Regions from separate parts of the Gossypium hirsutum genome. Here all the other regions are linked to region 1. A link is a contact called in public Hi-C data. All regions are on one chromosome and are shown on one strand. The core of a region is the stretch at or near the end of the contact, and the rest is flanking DNA. Distances in the headings are between cores, read along the strand shown. Region 1 holds the start of LOC107889009 (B3 domain-containing transcription factor LEC2). Region 2 holds the start of LOC107889012 (protein DEHYDRATION-INDUCED 19 homolog 4). Region 3 holds the start of LOC107889014 (triose phosphate/phosphate translocator, chloroplastic).

The links. A called contact is a pair of places that touch in the nucleus more often than the background predicts.
Region 2: a contact with region 1 is called in a Hi-C map of leaf, with 4 times the contacts expected there. The contact joins the promoter of LOC107889012 here to the promoter of LOC107889009 in region 1. A contact is called at or near these places in 7 of 34 Hi-C or Micro-C datasets (callus and leaf).
Region 3: a Hi-C map of leaf shows a contact between it and region 1, with 2.7 times the contacts expected there. The contact joins the promoter of LOC107889014 here to the promoter of LOC107889009 in region 1. A contact is called at or near these places in 9 of 34 Hi-C or Micro-C datasets (callus, hypocotyl, leaf and 1 more).

The regions. Positions count from the first base shown.
Region 1 is chrA09:60,345,200-60,347,899 of Gossypium_hirsutum_v2.1, reverse strand. LOC107889009 (B3 domain-containing transcription factor LEC2) reads left to right here and starts at 1,306. Exons shown (of 6, transcript XM_041076276.1): 1 at 1,306-1,502.
Region 2 is chrA09:60,523,653-60,526,352 of Gossypium_hirsutum_v2.1, reverse strand. It overlaps LOC107889012 (protein DEHYDRATION-INDUCED 19 homolog 4), which reads left to right and starts at 1,441. Exons shown (of 5, transcript XM_016813300.2): 1 at 1,441-1,939; 2 at 2,044-2,183. The coding sequence starts at 1,855.
Region 3 is chrA09:60,592,304-60,595,003 of Gossypium_hirsutum_v2.1, reverse strand. It overlaps LOC107889014 (triose phosphate/phosphate translocator, chloroplastic), which reads left to right and starts at 1,270. Exons shown (of 12, transcript XM_016813303.2): 1 at 1,270-1,612; 2 at 1,696-1,770; 3 at 1,924-1,989; 4 at 2,410-2,488; 5 at 2,687-2,700. The coding sequence starts at 1,350.

The DNA.
Region 1 (2,700 bases), core at 57-2,556:
GTTACTATACCTGCGAACTTTTAATTTTTTATGCTTAGGTAAAGGAAAATAAATCAATTTACCGTAGCTCCGCCCTTTATAATGTCGCCACCGTCTCTGCTCTGTTGTCTTTCACCCGAACAAGAATATTCTATCATGGTTTCCGCCTTGAAAAACGTCATCACTTATTCAATACCTTCCTCTTCCTCCACTTTTGATGTTGCTGTTGACTTTAGTTGGAAAATAAATGAATGGAAAGCACAAATAATTATGGTGCATTTGAAAAACTGGTTTCTAAGTTAGAAAATAAATAAATGGGAAAACATGGGTAATTAAGAAATTTACTTCAGTGTCAAGATCGGAGGAAGAAATGAATGAGATAGTGGCGGAAGACGGAGGTGGAAGTATATCAAAGGTTGGATTTAGCATTTTTATGTTATTTAATATAGGGTTTTTTTATGGAGATTTAAGGAATTAACTTAAAATTTCGTAACTTTTAAGGGACAAAAATAAAATTTTTCCTTTTTTGTTAGGTCTAGTCATAACAGTTGAGTGTTTGGCCAATTTTTTTAATAGCACTTACTAAATTGACAAAAACAAAGGGACTAAAAGAGGAACAATACTATTTTAGGGTGACCTCTAGTGAATTTACCCAAAAATTTATCATAACTTTCAAGTTTAAACAAAATTTATTTTATTAATATTATATTTTAGGATAATGTAACTTTTAGTCCCTAATAACTTTTCTCAATTTGGGTTTTGTAATTTTTTTTTCCATATTTGACAATTTTTTTTTCTCTAAATTTTGGTTCTATGATAACTTTGAGATTATCCCACTATCAAAACTAAAAAAATGTTGTGGCTTCATTAGATTAGGGAAGAATTTCATCAGAGAAGAAATTGCTGCAATTCAATTCAAGAACTTCCATCTCATTGTCCTCTGTTTTCCTAGTACTGAGCCATCAATGAATCCCATGATCCTCACCCCACATCCCTCATATCTTGTCATTGCTCTAATCATGGCTGCCATTGTTGGGTATCCTTAGTTTATCCCTGCCAAAAAACTGCATGTGAGTATTGTATAGTATACTTTCATTTCACTTGCAATGATTTCCCAGTTTGTGTCTTAAGTCTCTTAGCCATGCAAACCATATGGATGGAAGCAGAGGAAGAGAAGGTGGCAGCTTAATTGATCGACATGTTGCAAGTATGAATGCCATATGTTCGACATGTGTCTTCTTTGAGGGTCTTTGGTCTTTTTCTTCGTCCAAACTTGACCCAGTTTTGAAATTTCAGGTCTTGGAAAGGATCAAGCTTTGTTGGGTCTATCCCATCTCTGTGTCACTTGAATTCTTTTTCATGGCCCAGGGGAGATCCTCTTGTTGTGGCATTGGGCCAGTGCTTTTGAGAACAATGCTTGAACCAATCCCACATTGCTACTGTTATAGAGCTTCCTTTCAAACAACTGTAACGCTTCATTGGGAAATTCAACGCAAGTCAAAAGAGTTGAATGTTGGGTATGGGTATGTAATTATTGTTTTATTTAAGTTTTTATGTATTTGTAAGTATATGAATATGCATAGGACATGAATTTTAGAATTGGGATAATATAGATGGAAGCTATTTTTCACATAAGCCAAATGCAGTGTGGTATGAATATGGATATAAAGAAATCACTTTCAGATACTATGCCCCTTTTTGACATCAAAGTTAACTTCATTTGAATCAATATCACCAGTGTTGTTCTCATTTTAAGTTATTTATTAAAGGGTTTTATTATTTTTATTATTTGGATTTGGAAGAAAATATCTTTAAAACTTTCCTTATTGAAATAATTGGAACTTATGACACATTAAGTGATTCTGCTTAAATATTTTCTGACCATTTGATGATCATTAAATCCTTCAAGCTGAGATATGGAGTTCAGTTCTTACTGAAGAAATTGCTGTGATAGTGCAAACTGTAAACCTTGGCTAAGTTCTGTAGTTTTTTTTGTTATAAAATTGAAGAATTAGACAACATATGTTACATATCAGCATAAGTAGAATTTTTACCATGTATAGGTACTTTGCTTTGTTCCGATGATTACACAAATATTATGTTGGGACTTAGGACAGTTATGACAGCTTTAATGCGAAAATGTTAAGTAAAATCTACTCTTTTATGAATAAAGCTTTAGAATCTGGTTTCCAGGTCAGTCCTGAAAACTCAGGTTTAGGAAAGGGTCGAGCTTCGCTGGGTCTATCTCGTTCTGAAGTGTTGCTTTCATTTCTCCACGGCATTCATGTACAATGCTTAAACGATCCCACATTGCTTACAATAATATCTTGTCTGTCATACTGCCCCCTTTCCAACAATTGTAACGCTTCAATGGGAAATTCAATGCAAGTCAGAAAAAAAGGGATTAATTTAGAGTTGAACGTTCGAGATAGGTATGTATTTATATGTGTTATGTGTTTTGTGGGATGTGTACATGTATTTATTTAAGTTTTTATATATTTGAGGTATTATATATGAATACGTAGGACATGAATGTTAGAGTTCGGATAATATAGATAGAAGCTATTTTCCACATAGTCAAATGCAGTGTTGTATGAATATGGAGAGAGAAATCACTTTCAGATATTAGGGCCCTTTAGATACCAATGTTAACTTCATTTGAATCAATATTATGAATGTTATTCTTATTTTAAGTTATTTGTTAAAGGTTTAATTATTATT
Region 2 (2,700 bases), core at 192-2,691, 180 kb before region 1:
ATAACTGGGGTTGTTTTTACTTAGATATCGTAAATATTTTACATATTTATTATAAATGTTTTCTTTTTGGAAAAAAAATTCTTAAATTATGTTTTTTGAAGCAATTCAAAGTTTATTTTTGTTTATGGTGTTCTCAAAATTTTTTGATGAATTATAAGAATAACGTAAAACTCGAATAATAAATATGATTAGTGCGATTCGAACTCAAGTTACATTTAGAGCGGTGAATACATTGACTATTAAGCCATCACATGAGATTCATATTGTCAAGTTTTTGTGTTCCAGTATAATTATTTTTGAATGATTATAAAACCTCGATACAAAAATATTTTAAACTATAATAATTTAATTTAATTTTTTAATGACAGTAGATAGTATTTAGTGAAATAACATTTGAAAAAACTTAATTTAATAATAATGATAACTCTACAGAAATGAAGTAAAAAATACCTAATAACTAGAATCAAATAATGAAAACTATATTAATCTATATTATTAGTTAAATCTTTAATTGAATTGATGTAATAATCAATTAGAATCTCAATATTTAGTTTATAAGTTAAGGGTGTTCACCTTATCTCAAGATCGTAAAATCAATATGCACATCGTGCTTGTGTGATACTTTATATGTGTGTAAATTAAAAATTCTATTTTATCAAAATAATAATAATAATAATAAGCCCATATCAGTAGCATCTTTAATGTTTTTTTTTTCTTTATCGCTTCAATCAAGACTTTATTTCAATGTTATTTTTACCTACATTATTTGTTTAAAACAGATTAAGTTGTTGTTACAAATTAACTTAAGAAAAATGACAATATCATAATAAATAATTGGACTGCATTTAATATTCTTAATATGATGTATTTATCTATCAAAATTTCATTTTACTCTTGGGTGAATCCATAATTTTTTTAAGAAGGACTAGAATTGAATTATATATTTTCTAGATGTTAAAATATAATTTTATTGTGTATTAATTTATTATTATATTATTTTTGAAGGGACTTAAGGGAAATTTTTTAAATTTTTAGAGGTCAAAGTGGAATTTAATCATATACTAATTTATAATTTAAACATTTTTAAGTGGTTGTATAGCAATATTTTCATTTTGGGGCGACTAAAGTTATCTTTGATTTAACTATTTTTTATTATTTTAATTTCATACATTTTATTAAGGATTTGATTATTTATTATATGCTATTTTTAAATATTATCGTAAATATAAATCAAATTATTAATTAAAAAAAGAACAAAATGTTGAAAGTTATGTGGTTATTATACAAATAGAACCTTTCATGGCTACAATAAAAAAATCATGAGAAAAATAACATATTGAAAAAGAAGATACATCAAATTTAGACCACAAGTTACATTTTATTTTATTTTATTTTTTTAATTAAAAAACGCACTTTAAAAGGAGAAAAAATAGTAAATCTAAATCAAATTAAAGCAAGAAAATACCCGACGTTTGCTCTAGGTCGCCTCTCTGTCTAATGGTGATTTAAGCATTTTTCTCATTTCAATCCTCAATTTCTTTTGAACCTTTCTCGTATGATTAAGACATTTATAATCATAAAATCATGCATCATCCATTATTAATTATCATCATCTTATCGATTAACAAATAATTTAACCTTTCTCTCTCTTGTATTTGTTTTCATTGAGATGAACAAAGCTTAAGTTTTTCTTCTTTTTTTTTATTTAAAACAAAAGTCAAAGAAAACCCAGAAATATATATAATTTTTGTAGAAAAAGAAGCAAAAGTTTCATATATTTCTAGTTTGTGAATTGTAATTTTTTTTAATAAAAATTTCAAAAAAGTTCCAAAACACCTTTGGGTCATTTTTCAAATGGATTCCGATTTCTGGACGTCTCGTCTCGCCGCCGCTAAACGCCAGTATAATTTGCAGCACCGCCATCAAACCTCTCATCTGGGTACGTTTTAATTTCAATTTTCGATCTGGGTTTTTCAAAATTTTTTTCATTTTTCCCCCTTTTCTCATCTATTTTTTTTATTTGAAATATAAATAAATAAAAAGATCGTTTGACCATCGATGATTTTGAGGTTGACGACGAGGTCCGACCCGATTTCCCATGCCCGTATTGTTACGAGGATTTCGATATCGCGTCCCTGTGTTCCCATCTCGAAGATGATCATCCCTGTGAATCCAAAGTTACGGTAAGCAAATTTCATTATATTAAGAAAATTAATTATTTAATTCTTTTGTTAATGGATAAAAACAGTTTAGGTTTTCTTTTTTAGTTTTGATTATAGTGTTTGTTTGATTATAATAACTTTTATTTTTTTTTTCTAATTTTGTCTGTGTGTTTTTGGGGGTTTTTTAATTGCAAAATTGAGGTTTCCTTCTATAGATACAGAGAGAAAAAAAACTGTGATTTATTGTTATTATTTGTATGATCAAACTAAGGATGTTGCAGAGTGCAAATGTATCGGGATTGCGCAGGCTATTGTGTGTTTTTTGGTTCGGGACTTCGGATTTTACCTTCGTAGAGAAAATAATTTCAACAATCTCATCTTTGGTTGTTAGATGTTTTATCGATTTTCGCCTTCTGACATGATTATAAAGTTATGAGTCTGTCATTTACCCTGTTTTGTTGGGTTAAATTATGAAAGTCGAGAATGCCATGTGCTGATCTTGCTTCTCGGTTTCGAACATTGGGGTGTGAGGGATGAG
Region 3 (2,700 bases), core at 21-2,520, 250 kb before region 1:
TAAGAGTAAGCATCATAGAGGGACTAAAAGTGGAATTGTAAACATTTACTTTCAAGCAAATAATGGAAAGGGGATGGGAGACGATAAGGATATTTGCAAAAACAAGGCAAAATAGAAGCCACTCGTAAACAATTGGACGAGATATCTGTCTTCACCAGCCATACACAGGGGATAAGATCTGGCCCCACATCTCAATCTCTTCATTTCTATTTCAATGCTTTCTCCACCGTTGATTAATAATCTCCTCGGTTTCTGATCTTTATTATACGTCAAAAAGCCAGAGTATACAGCGTATTCGCCTGTACCTTGCCGCAGGCGACCAAAACGACGTAATTTTTTTTGAGAATCGAGGACCAATAAAATAGAATTAATCGATAATTTTAAAAACAAAAAAAAGAAAGGTGTAATTCTGGTTTTAGTCCCTTGACTATGTTAATTTTTTTGAGATTAATCTTTTACCTTAATTCGACATAATTTGATTTCTTTTTTTTTAATATATAAAATACACAATTAGTTGTTGTAATTAAAGTGATAACATGATTGTTTTTTTTATTGTTACTCGACCACACTACCAGTAAGTCACGTGGAATCTTGTCACATGTTTAAACAATTAGGGTTGAGTTCGATTCGATTTGATCAATTTGTTTAAATTGGTTGTGATACTTCAATTTATTTCTCGATTTTTACATACTAATTTTGAGTTTTAGACTTTATATTGACAAAATGAACTTTGTTTTATGAGTTGTGAAAATTATTTAATAAAATTTTAAGAATTTTTTATTAATATTTTTTAAAAATAAATTTTCATATAAAATATATTATTTTTGAAAACAAACACATAGCATTTTTATGTTGTTTTTACTATTTTAAATAAAAAATATAAAAAATTACTACTATTGCCTATAACACACCCATAATAAATAACATGTGTTTAAACGCTCTTAAATTCATATCTTTCTTATTGTTATCACAGAAAAAATGTCAACTGAACCTTACAATTTTTATTTTTACATCATAAAAATTAAAATTAATTATAAATGAAATAAAATAAAAATTGATTTAGTTGGAGTAATGATAGTTTGTTAATTTGTGGTATGATTTAAATTGGTTTTTGATTTCTCGAAATAAAAAAATTTGCTCAACCCTACACCAATAATAAATTATATCAAATTAAAATAAAATGATTAAATATCAAATTTTAGAATAGTATAAGGACTAAACTTAGAAATAAACCAAAATAAATATAGAAAATGAAAAATCTGTTAATTTCTTAATTCTTTTCCCTCCATTAAAGAGCTCACTCTTATCTAAGGGGATAGCCATTTGATTCTCTCTTCCTCTCAGTAACAATGGAGTCGCGGTTGTTGTCACGCGCTTCCACCATCGCCGGCTTGCCTCAGATCAGGCCGAAGCTTTCGCGAGACTCTCTCAGTGTTTCGTTTGCTTCGGCTAAGCCTATCGGAGCCGTCGGAGAAGGCGGGAACGTGATATGGGGGAGACAGCTAAGGCCGTCGCTGTTGCTCGAGATCTCGCCGGTCAATAAACGGGAGATTTTGAAGCCGGTTCTAGCTTCCGCGTCGTCGGCGGCCGGGGGAGGAAGCGATTCCGCCGGGTGAGGTCCGTTTCCTCCGTTCTGACTCGGTCAAACTCGTCCACGCCTTAGTTCTCTGACTCACTGATTCGGTGATATTGCAGGGACGCTGAGATCGCTCCGGTTGGATTCTTCCAAAAGTATCCCGCTCTTGTTACTGGCTTCTTCTTCTTCATGTGGTAGGTAAAAAAACCGGTCGGCGTGTTTAGCCGTCAAATGTTCGGCGGTTTGAACCGTGGTTAAGATTCGGTCAACAGTCAAATTTACTTCAATTTTTTTTTTAAATTTCAATTTACAACATCGTGTTTTAATTCTATTTTTTATCCTTCCAGGTACTTCTTAAATGTAATCTTTAACATTCTCAACAAGAAGATCTACAATTACTTCCCTTATCCCTAGTAAGTAATTGGAGTTTTTATATCATTTTTCTTGTTTTTTTGGGGAATTTTTAACTTATCATTTGGTCTAATCTTAGTTTTAGTCCATCTACTAACTCAACTTTAACGTGGAATAATGCCTTTACTTTTATAATATTATTTGTAGGTCCAAATAATACTGTTAATTGCAGTTTTTAATGTCTTAATGGTTGATTAATAACGGGGTTAATAGTTTTAGCAGATTCGTGAATTTCACGTTTACGGCCGCAGTTACCAGCATTATCAATTTAGACCTGCTAATAATATTGGAGAGGATCAAATTATGTGAAATTATAAGTATAGAGATTAAATTTCAAAATTTTACACTAGAGAATCCAAAACCAGAATTTTACTTTTTCTTTCCCATTGAATAGTAATGGTTTGATGCCATTTTTTATGCAGTTTTGTGTCAGTTATTCACTTGTTCGTTGGGGTGATATATTGTTTGATCGGCTGGGCCGTTGGCCTCCCTAAGCGAGCTGTAAGTGAAGGAATTAAATCCCATCATCTTAATATTACAACGTAGTTTCTTACAAATCTTTTAGTTGTGTTAGCTGCTGTAAGAATCCTCAATGTGGGGAAAATGCAACATGTTATAACCTGCTAAAGTTCTTTTTGAGGAAAACCCGAGAATTTGTCGCTATTGTGGCACTGATGATTTATGTAAATCTGTGTGTAGCCTATTGATTCAAA